2 separate regions of the Sus scrofa genome follow, and region 1 is linked to region 2. Evidence: chromatin contacts called from public HiChIP or PLAC-seq data. All regions are on one chromosome and are shown on one strand. The core of a region is the stretch at or near the end of the contact, and the rest is flanking DNA. Distances in the headings are between cores, read along the strand shown.

Evidence for each region. HiChIP or PLAC-seq counts read pairs in DNA pulled down with a chosen protein or histone mark.
Region 1: a contact with region 2 is called in an H3K27ac HiChIP or PLAC-seq map of skeletal muscle. The contact joins two enhancer-like sites. A contact is called at or near these places in 1 of 5 promoter capture datasets (liver), 34 of 47 Hi-C or Micro-C datasets (adipose tissue, alveolar macrophages, blood and 16 more) and 2 of 2 datasets of contacts at active chromatin or transcription factors (alveolar macrophages and skeletal muscle).

Annotation. Positions count from the first base shown.
Region 1 is chr14:30,672,610-30,678,100 of Sscrofa11.1, reverse strand. All of the region lies in intron 4 of BCL7A (B-cell CLL/lymphoma 7 protein family member A), which reads left to right. Among named protein-coding and RNA genes, the nearest start is that of BCL7A, 24 kb to the left of the region's middle. Within about 2 kb of position 2,695, at least 26 of the 83 cell types and tissues checked have an H3K27ac peak or open chromatin away from gene starts, as enhancers often do. A contact at or near this core is called in adipose tissue, omental adipose tissue and skeletal muscle, where this site is marked.
Region 2 is chr14:30,588,820-30,594,145 of Sscrofa11.1, reverse strand. MLXIP (MLX-interacting protein) reads left to right here. Exons shown (of 17, transcript XM_021073760.1): 2 at 2,314-2,420; 3 at 3,138-3,223; 4 at 4,450-4,539; 5 at 5,006-5,047. Among named protein-coding and RNA genes, the nearest start is that of IL31, 38 kb to the right of the region's middle. Within about 2 kb of position 2,400, at least 7 of the 83 cell types and tissues checked have an H3K27ac peak or open chromatin away from gene starts, as enhancers often do. A contact at or near this core is called in adipose tissue, omental adipose tissue and skeletal muscle, where this site is marked.

The DNA.
Region 1 (5,491 bases), core at 1,446-3,945, 84 kb before region 2:
TGTACATCAAAGACGTGGCTCGAATCTGGCATTGCTGTGGCTGTAGTGTAGGCTGGCAACTGCAGCTCCGATTCGACTCCTAGCCTGAGAGCCTCCACATGCCATGGACATGGCCCTAAAAAGACAAAAAAACGAAAGGATGTTCTCTTACATAACACAAATACCATTATTGCATCTAAGAAAATGAATGACAGTTCCTGATTGTCTCATGTGACAGTGTGTATTGAGGGAGAGGTGAGAGTGTGTTGAGTGTGTGATGAGTGTGATGATAGTGCCCATCATCTGAGGAGAGAGAGGTGGAGGAGCAGGGCAGACACCTGGGTGCAGAGTTGGGGGTCCAGGGAGAGGTCATTACAGTGAGGTCGGCGCTGGCCCGAAGCCCAGGCTTCCTGGTGCTTAGTGGGGGCATGCATCTCTTGGGGAGGAAGGCCGTCCCATGTTGCAGAGTCCGTTCACATCCCGTTCCACTCCCTTCCACACCACGTTACCTGTATCAGCCCCACGCAGGGCTCCGTGCCAGTCCCAGGCCCCCGTCACAGCTGAGTCCTGTCCTGACCCTTAAGAACTCACAGGCAGGACAAGCACTGAAGCTGAGAGTTAGAGTCTACAGATAGGCCGCAGCCAGACTAGATCTAGCATGTGGTGTGCGGGTGTGACCACAGATCCCCGTGGTGTTTTCATTTTTAATTGGAACTTGATGCCAGAATTTAAAAATTGAGCAATTTCACTTAAAAAAAAAAAAAAGGATCAATTTCTAGCTTCTCTTGAGAAATGGGAAGATCTGGCAATACTGGACCTGCATTTCCACTGAGCAGCAACCAGCTAGCGCAGACACAGGGCTACCCCTCCAGGGAGGGTCAAGAGGGCCTGGGTTCACCAGTTAGCACACCCCCTACCACTCCCTCTTGTCTCCCTGACGCTGAGGCCAGAGGCACTTGCCGTGTATTACCCCATGATCACTCTTGTTTTTCTTACTATAAATTCAAAAGGAAAGTTAATATGTTTCTTGAACCTTTTTCTGTACTAAGGGGAAAAGTAAAAGGCTGAGAGGGCTGGGGGAATGCCCATTTCTTTGAGGAAGAGGTGAAAGATTGCTTTAGATTTTCTTTACAAATGTTATTTGTGTCTGAATTAAACAGCCCACTTGACTCATTTGCCTGGCGTTGCCTGGCATCTAAGGGGACTTTTGAGTTCATGGTCAGATGCAGTAAGGGAAGGGAGCCTGGAAGACTCCCTGGAGGAGGTGCTATCTGACTTGGGCCTAAAGGATGAGCAGAGGTAGGAGGGGACCAAGCAACCCAGGCAGAAGGGACCACAGGACAGTGCCTGGGAATGTGCAGGGGAAGGTACCCTAGGTGCCAGGAGGACCTCTGGGTGGGGAACAATCATGAATTAGGGTATGGACTGAAGCGCCCCACCCCCAGCTCTCCAGCGTCGTTTTCCCCCCACCCCCCCGGAGGAGGACCACTGTGAAGTCTGTTTTGTGGCCTTCCAGATGTATCTAGAAGCATCTATATGAGATGATAACCTCCCTTTTGAGAACAGTTTCACTTAACAGTCACCATGGAGATAGTTCCATGTTAGGACATACAGGTCTGTCTCATTTTCTTTACCAGCTTATCATTCAGTGACATGAATGTGCCCTGGTTTATTGAAATAGTCCCCATGTTGGCGGTCATTCAGGTTGCTCTTTTTCCTACACAAATGGTGCCACAGGATGTCCCACACACGTGTCTCTTTGCTCTGGCGAGAGTGGGTCTGCAGGACACGGCCCTGGAAGCGGGCTGCGGAGACAGGGCCTGCGGGTCTGGAGTGGCTGTAGGCCCTGCAGGGTCCTCCCCCAGAGCAGGGCCTTGTGGCCGGAACTGTGGTGTAGGTCTAAGACGCTGCTGGGATCTGGCTCTGCTGTGACTGTGGCCCTAGCCTGGGAACCTCCATATGCCACACCTGAGACTCTAAAAAAAGAAATGTTTCCAGATGGGGCCAAATGTCCCCTGGGAGAGCATGGGACAAAGTCACACCCCTCTCCCCATCGAGAACCCTGACCAGCCTGGTAAGGTGGCTCTGTGGGTGGAAGCAGTGGAGCTGGGGGCTGGGACCTGGCTGGGACACAGGATGAGCTGGTCACGTCCGGGCTGACCCTTGCCTGCTGTATGGCCTCAGTCCGGCAGTGTCACCTCCTGAGCGCCTTCCTATTTCCTCTTCATTCATAAAATGAGACAGAAGTTGTCAGGTCACACTGCAGGAGAGGACAGGGCAGGAAAGGGCGGGGTACTGGCAGGGCTGGTGGGGGAGGGGCACCTTCTCCACCCTTCCATGGGGGGTGGCTGGGAGTCAAGGGCAGGGCCATGTGGGGCCAGGTGAGGGCCACGTCCTGGCTTCTACCTGGCCTCCTTGTTTCTGGCCACGGCCTCGTTTCTCCCATGTTCCAGGTCTGAGGCTCCTTCTCTCTGAAAGGCCAGTTAGTTCAGCTGGGCTGCAGGAATGACGCCTTGGGTCAGTGCTTCCTCATCCGCCACATTTGATACCTAACCCCCCACCCACCCCAGGCCAAGGTGGGCCCCTCATCACGGTCCCCTTCCAGCTACCCCAGGCCTCCGGGCTGGCACAGTTGCCCAGCCTTGCCCAGGCAGGAGCGTCCCACGGGAAGGGCAGAGGCAGACCCCCCACCTTCCAGGTGGGCACCTGGCCTACATGCAGCACAGGGCAGGTTCGTCACCAGCTGGTGACCTTGCTCTGAACTTGTTTACTGCTGAGTGAGTTCAGGGAATGACATAATGTCCAAACTCCCTGGACTAAATTTAGGCCCTAGGAAAATAATTTCCCCTGGGTGAGTTCCAGTGCTGTTGCGCTAAGAGAATCAGGCTGCCATGCCGAGGCCTTGAACATTCCACCAGAAATAACCATTTTATTTATTTAGTTAGTTAGTTTTTAGCTCATAAAGGTCTGACATTAGCCTAAGAGTCTTTTTTTCCTTTCCTTTTTTTTTAAAAAGGGCCTGAAACTGCAGCATATGGAAGTTCCCAGGCTAGAGTTTGAATGGGAGCTGCAGCCACTGGCCTACACCACAGCCTTGGCAGTGTCAGATCTGAGCTGCATCTGGGACCTACGCCACAGTTTGTGGCAATGCCACATCCTTAGCCCACTGAGCAAGGTCAGGGATCAAACCTGCAACCTCAGGGTTCTTAGTCGGATTCGTTAACCACTGAGCCACGATGGGAACTCCTGAAATGGAGACTTTTTTTTTTTCTTTTTTCGTCTTTTTGGGGCTGCATCCGTGACATATGGAGGTTCCCAGGCTAGGGATCTAATTGAAGCTATAGCTGCCAGCCTACGCCAGAGCCACAGCAACACCAGATCTGGGCTGTGTCTGCGATCGTACAACACAGCTCATGGAAATACCACGGCTCACGGCAATGCCAGATCTATAACCCACTGAGCAAGGCCAGGGATCGAACCTGCAACCTCATGGTTCCTAGTTGGATTCGTTTCCGCTGCGCCACGATGGGAACTCCTCAAAAGTAACCATTTTAAAATGAACAACCCAGTGGCATTTAGCACATTCATAATGTTGCACAGCCATCACCTCTGTCTAGTTCCCAAACATTCTCATCACCCTAAAAAGAAACCCCACACCCTTTAGCTGTCACTCCCCATTCCTCCAGCCCCTGGACCACTAATCTGTGCTTCTGTCTCTATGGCTTTGTCTTTTTGCACATTTCACATAGCTGGAGTCATGCACTAGTTGGCCTTTTTTGTCTGGCTTCTCTCACTCAACATCCTGTGTTCAAGGTTCACCCGCACTGTAGCCTTTTTTGTCTGGCTTCTCTCACTCAACATCCTGTGTTCAAGGTTCACCCGCACTGTAGCCTGTAATAGTGCCTCTTTCCTTGTTACGGTTGAGTCATATTCCATGTGTGGAGGGACCACGTTTTGTGTAGCCATCCGTCTGTTATTTGACATCTGGGCTGTGGCATCTTTCAGCCATTGTGAGCAGTGCTGCTGGGGACATTTGTGTTCAAGTATCAGCTGGGGGACCTGTTTTTCATTCTTGTGGGTCTGTCCCTAGAAGTGGGATTGCTGGGTTGAAGGGAATTCTGTGTTTAACTTTTTGAGGATCTGCCGCTAACATGGATTTTAAAGGCAAAACTAAAAATATCAAAGAAGTGTCAGGCTTATGGAACTGTTGGGTCCTCTGCCCTGGATAATCCCTTGTTTACTCCCACCTAGGGTCCTTGTACTGCCTCGTCCTTCTCCTGTTATTCCAGCTAATCCTCACAGTGACCTACCAGGGTGGTTATTGTGAACCTGGACTTTACAAAGGGTGGGGGATCTGAGACCACAGGAATAAGTGGCAGAGGTGGTACTAGAGCCCAGGTCTGTCTCTAAACCCTGTGTCCCCCTACAGACACCAGCTTGTAGGCAGAGCCCAGCCCCATGGTGGCAGCAGCGGGAAAACCCAGCTCAGACCCTGGCGGGATGTTGGGTCACCTGGCCCTGTCCTTGAGCAATCAGGGCTGTTGATTTGGGGGAGTAAGAGTGTGTGTGAACTGCAGTTCCTCTGGACCCTGGGATGGATGGACTTAGGGGTCGGGCTTGGAGGGGGGCTGCAGCTCCTTCCTGCCCCACTCCCCAGCCCTCTGTGCCCTGCTGGCCTCAAGCCTGGAGTGCTGCCCCCTTTTCCCCATATTGCTTGCTCGCTTGAAAACTGAAGCCTGGGAGTTCCCGTTGTGGTGCAGTGGAAACAAATCCGAGTAAGAACCATGAGGTTGTGGGTTCGATCCCTGGCCTCGATCAGTGGCTTAAGGATCTGGCGTTGCCGTGAGTTGTGTAGGTCGCAGATGCCACTCGGATCCTGTGTTGCTGTGGCTGTGGTGTAGACTGGCAGCTGTAGCTCTGATTTGACCCCTAGCCTGGGAACTTCCATATGCCTCGGGTGTGACCTTAAAAAGCCAAAAATAAGTAAATAAATAAAAATAAAACTGAAGCCTGGAATTCCCCCCCCCCCCGTGATGACACCTCTGCCTCAGCCCAGAAAGTAAGGCCTTCTTGAGTATTTTAGTGTGCTTTTTAAAAATCAGGGTGACACATATTGTTGGTATCTCGAGTGCAAGCAGAACAGGGCCCTGGGCAGGAAGTGGCTGCTCCCTCCGTGTGCTCTGCACTCCAAATCAGCTTCAGGTACAACAGCTCCTACAGCTTGCTAAGGCCTGCACCTTCCTTCTGCTAAAGGTACATGGTGGGAGGAGCAGGGGAACCGATGCAGAAAAAAAGAGCTCAAAGAACTGGCGAGAGAGGATTCATTAAATAAGTGCTTACCTGATAGAATGCTGTGTGGCCATCTTCTGAGCTCCTTATTTACAGGCATTTTAAGGACAGGAGAAGTTCTTCCAAAATACCATGGGATCCCTGTTTGGGGAGAGTGGAGAACTTAGATGCATGTGGGGAGAAAACATCTGGAAGGGTGGGACTAAATGCTCTCAGATGTTAG
Region 2 (5,326 bases), core at 1,151-3,650:
CTCATGACTGCTCAGACAGGGTTAGTTAGTCCAGCTTTGTTCCCATAGCCCTTGGCTCCTGTTCGAGACACTCAGCTCATAGGCAGGACTTCCCCTCAGCAACTCACACACTCCATGGGAGCTGGGACCTCTCCACCTCCTCGTGCTCTCTCTCCTCCGCTCCTAGTGTGTTCATGACACACAATAGGTGCTCAAAGCTTATTAAATGGGTAGGTGGAGTTCCTGTCATGGTTTAGCAGTAGTGAACCTGACTAGTATCCATGAGGACTTGGGTTTGATCCCTGGCCTGCCTCAGTGGGTGAAGGATCTGGTGTTGCTGTGAGTTGTGGTGTAGGTCACAGAGGTGACTCGGATTCTGCATTTCAGTGGCTGCAGCTGTAGCTCCAGTTTGATTCCTAGCCTGGGAACTTACATATGCAGCAGGTGTGGCCCTAAAAAGACAAAAAAAAAAAAAAAAAAAAGGTGGACCCAGGCTCTGCCTTCAAGGCACTAAAGTAGCCAGTGGCTCTGCAGCTGCATGGAAGTCAGGGCTGGCCTTTGGTCATGTCTCTGTTTGCTGGTATCAAGAGGCATGTAGGTGCACCTTTTCCTCCTATGGAGGAAGCAGAGCCCCAGGAGTTTGGCAGACAAAAAGAAAGGACTTTTCAAGTTAAGAGGTGTTAAAAACCAGGCCTTTAGGAGTTCCCTGGTGGCCTAGTAGTTAAAGGTTTGGCATTGTCACTCCTGTGGCTCAGGTTCCATCTGTGGGATCTTCTGCATGTGGGTATGCCCCTCCCCCAAAAAAAACCCGGGCCTTTCAATAATAACTTAAATCCATATCATTGAGGCGGTTATTAATATGTCACATTGATATTTTACTTTAGGGTTTACCTGTCCTATTGTGTCTAAGAATGTGTATGTTGTCTGTATGTCTATGTATGTCTGTACACGCGTGTGTTTTTTTGATCCTTGTGAATTTAATCCTTCGTGTTTAATCCTGTATATTTAATCCTGTGTGTGTGTTTATACATTTAATCCCTGTTAAAACACTCTGGAGACAGTGGTATTATTGTGATTTTACCCAGGAAACTGGGGTGTCTGAGAAGTTAAGTGACTGTGGAAATTAATGGCTAGTATGAGGTTATGCTATAGAGGTTCCAAAGCAGGCTGCTGGCTGTTGAACTTGGGATGACAGCTGATGTGTAGAAGTACCTTTAGTGGCAGTGCAGTGGGAGGAGGAAGGTGTGTGACTAAGGAGCCCCTGACCCTGTGAGCTGAGGCTGCTATTGTCTGTCCCTCAAATTCCCTGAAGATTTGCTGTGACATTTTCTTTGGGGGATGCTCACAACCCTCTGGCCTGTAATCCAAAGCCTGGCCTGGTGTTGGGTTTTGGGAACAGAGGGTGGATGGGCATGAGGTTTGCGGGGTGCAGAGCAAGGAGCTTTTTGCTTTATAAACCAGGTGTTCAGGTTGAGGGAGTGTTTGTTGTTTGGGTGCTGTCTTTGAAGACTAGCTGTTGTGACTGCTGGCATACCACTGCTTGTCACGTGGAATTTCTGAATGGGTTTGGAGAAGGGGCAGGGCTGTGGCCTGAAGTGATGTAGAACCCACAGAACCCCCTTTGGTATGGGCCAGAAATAGTGCCTTGCCCATCTCAAACCATCTGAGAAAGAGAAGCCCTAGGCCACCTGCTCAAGGAGGCTCCAGGCACAGCCCTTGGAAAGCTAAACTGAGAAGGCTGTGCCACCAGGGAGCATTCCTTGCCTGCTCTCAGCTTTGTGTGCAAGGGCTCTTTTTTTGGTCTTTTTAGGGCCGCATCTGAGGCATATGGAGGTTCCCAGGCTAGGGGTTGAATCAGAACGGTTGCTGCCGGCCTACACCACAGCCAGAGCAAGGCAGGATCCGAGCCTCCTCTGCGACCTACATCACAGCTCATGGCAACTCCAGATCCTTAACCCACTGAGCAGGGCCAGGGATTGAACACACAACCTCACGGTTCCTAGTCAGATTCCTTTCCACTGTGCCACGACGAGAGCTCCACAATTATGGAAAATTTTAAACATACTCAAAAGTGGACAGACTAGGATAGTGAACCCTCTCCAGCAATTACAAACCTATGGCCAGTCCTGCTCCCTCCATACCCAACACCATGGCCCCCATCCATATCACTTTGAAGAAATCCCAAAGTACCTTGTATATTCTTTGAAGCCTAGCTTGTGGCTTGCAATGGTTTAATCCACAATTTTGAGACCTGGAATGATAGGGTGGTACTTTTTTATTTCATTTCATTTTCAGAGAAACCACTAAGTGTCCCCTCTTCCTTTTACCTTTCAGTGGCAAGTTGGTGTCTCCAAAGTGGAAGAATTTCAAGGGCCTGAAGCTCCAGTGGAGAGACAAGATCCGGCTCAACAACGCCATCTGGCGGGCATGGTACATGCAGTGTAAGTGCCATGTGGCTGGGCAGGAGGCCCTCCAGGTTCTGCCATCCAGAGGCCTCTGCACTTCCGGGCCCCGGAGCCTGCTTTTGGAACATTGTGTGTCAGACAGAAGTTTCTCGGGCAGTCTGCAGGATAGGAAAACCAAGCCAAATCCCAGTGAACTGGACACTTAACCACCATCAGCAGAGTCAGGCGTCTGTCATGAAGGTGCCCATAGTCTGCAGGAGGCAGAAGCTTTAGCCAGTTGCTCTCACCCTAACATGCTCACTGTGACAAAAGCCAATGTTTTAAAGGCAGAAGAGGAGGGTGGGGTTTGTCCTTTGCTGGGACGTCAGGGTGGGTGACTTTTGGAGAGTCAGGGAACAGTTCCTATTTTTCAGCCGATCTAAGAGGATGCAGGCCCAGGCCGTGCTTTGTGTCCAGCTGGCTTGGGTGCCGGGGGACAGGTGACCTCTGCAGCAGGTGAGCGTGCTTAGGGTCCCCTTGGTTCAGGCTGGTGCTCCTCTTGATCAGCCAGACTCCATTTCTTGCCCACACATCACTGACAGATTCCTTTCCTCTGACCTGGACCCCTTTACTTCCCTGAAATCTCATTTTCTGAGGGAAGGAGAAGGAAAAAACCCTTGGAAGGGGCTCCCTGAGGGTGAGGTGTGGACAGAAGGGGCAAGGCTCTTGTAGGGGTCTCAGCCATAGTGACAAGGTCTCACTGCTCACCTCCAGATTTGGAAAAGCGCAAGAATCCCGTGTGTCACTTTGTCACTCCGCTGGATGGCTCTGTGGAAGTGGATGAGCACCGCCGGCCAGAGGTACTTGGCTCATGACACGCCCTCACTCAAGAGGAGGTGACTCACATGGTGGGATGAGGCTGGGTCCTGCAGAGGGAGGCTGGCAGCTGTTGTGACCCCCGAGAAGTGACGGTGATACGGGGGAGGCAGGTGGCCCCTGACACCCCCCCCAGAGTCTCCCCCTTCTCAGACCCGGGGACCAACCCTCTCCTTCCCTCTAACATCATGACTCCTTAGAAGCAGAGCTCTGTAACCATTAAAGAAGGGCCCCAAGATCTTCATATGCTGAGGGGGGAAGATGTTGAAAAGATAGTAAATGGAAAAAAGCAAGTAGCACAGCAGTATTTTAGTGTCTTTAGGTTAGTTTTTTAAAGCGTGTGCCTGTGTGATTACACGTATGTATAGGAAGTGTCTCAAAGGCTGTGCAGAAATCTTGTACTCGTGGGATTAGAGTGAGGAGGACGGAAGACTCTTTCACACTACACTCTTTTGCATCATTTTAGTTTTGTCCCAGCATGTCTCACGGTTACAACGAAAGGGGGAAAACTTGGAAAGTAACGTACTGCACGGTGGTTTGGAGCCGTGGAATGTGATCTGGTGCTGGATGGCACTAAGGAATAACACTCTTTTAGGCCTGGTAATAACAGTGTATTATTCACTGTGAGACACAGTGAAGTATTTTTAGGTGAAATTGTATGGGATTATGATAGGATATCTGAGACTTGTGTTAATATTCTCCAGCCATTAAAGAAAAAAGGAATCTGAAAGTGACGTGGGCTCCTGGAGGATCTTCAAGGATATCCTGGTCAGGGCCCCCGTCCTGCATAATGGGAAGGTTATGCTAGATCTTGGAGGTCACTTTCCACCTGAAAGTTCTGGGACTAGCTATTCATTGTCACCCTTTGGAAACATGGCAGAGGCCATGGGCCTTGGAGAGCCAGGCTGGTCTCTGTAATTTCCTCTGGCACCAGGAACTCTGTTGTCCCTGCTTCAGACCCACCCCTGGGCCCCGGGTCCCCAAATCCCCTAGGTTTTCGTAGGTCGTGAAATGAAAGCCCACATTCTCTCAGAGGCCAGCTGGGCATAGCAGAGATGGGCCGCACTCTGAATGAGGCCTTAGGCCCACAGTGGGGCTCTGGGAACTGGATTGCCTGGGCCGGCCTTCCAGAGCCAAGCACGCGCTTGTTTGTAGGGGGCTCTGCTGGTGAACCCCTGCCTGTTCACTCCCCCCTGTGTCTCTCTCACAGGCTATCACCACCGAGGGGAAGTACTGGAAGAGCCGCATTGAGATCGTGATCCGAGAGTATCACAAGTGGAGAACCTACTTCAAGAAAAGGGTATCCAACTTGGGCTCCTGAGAGACGTTCGGGAAGCCCCATAGTGGAGGGAAGAAGCCAGTTCAAGTTCAGGACACTGGCCCCTGAGACTGTGGCTGGAGCTGCCGCCCACCCACCCCCCCATGCCCCCGGAATGGGGGGCAGCATTCTAGCCCAGCCCAAGTGGTGGTCTGCTTTGGTCATGTGACCTTTGCTTTGGTCATGTGACCTTTGCGTGTGACATTTCTCCAGCTCTGAGCCGGGGCTGTTTATCCTAGCTATGCTGGTTGGGAATCTCCTCTGTGCCCAGCATTGGCCTGGGCATAGCAGGGGCAGGATCCCTCTTCCCACCGACCTCCCCTGCCAGAGAGGGCAGGCCCGGGTGCTTCTGGAGCTCACCCACTTCTGGAGAGGCAAGGCTGAGGGCCTTGTCCCCTCCCAGGCCCCCAAGTGACCACCTTGTCCCTCCCTCCCCTTTTCTCCACAGCTCCAGCAGCACAAGGATGAGGACCTCTCCAGCCTGGCCCAAGTGAGTGAGTGTGGGAGCCGCGAGGACTCTCAGGGACCCCCCACCTTTGCCAAGAAACAGCAGTGACTTGGGTGGCCCAGTGGTACAGCACAAGATGGTGGGGACAGAGACTCTCCCTGTGGCTGGAGGGCCCCCTTCTTACTGAAGGATGTGAAGGAAACAGGCCAGTTCCCTATTAGGGGGCCTGGAGGGACTTCTCCCTGACACTTCCCACCACCTTGCCACACCTCTTACATGGCAGCCTGGCTGCTCTGTGAAGTAGCGCAGCCTGTTGCCCTG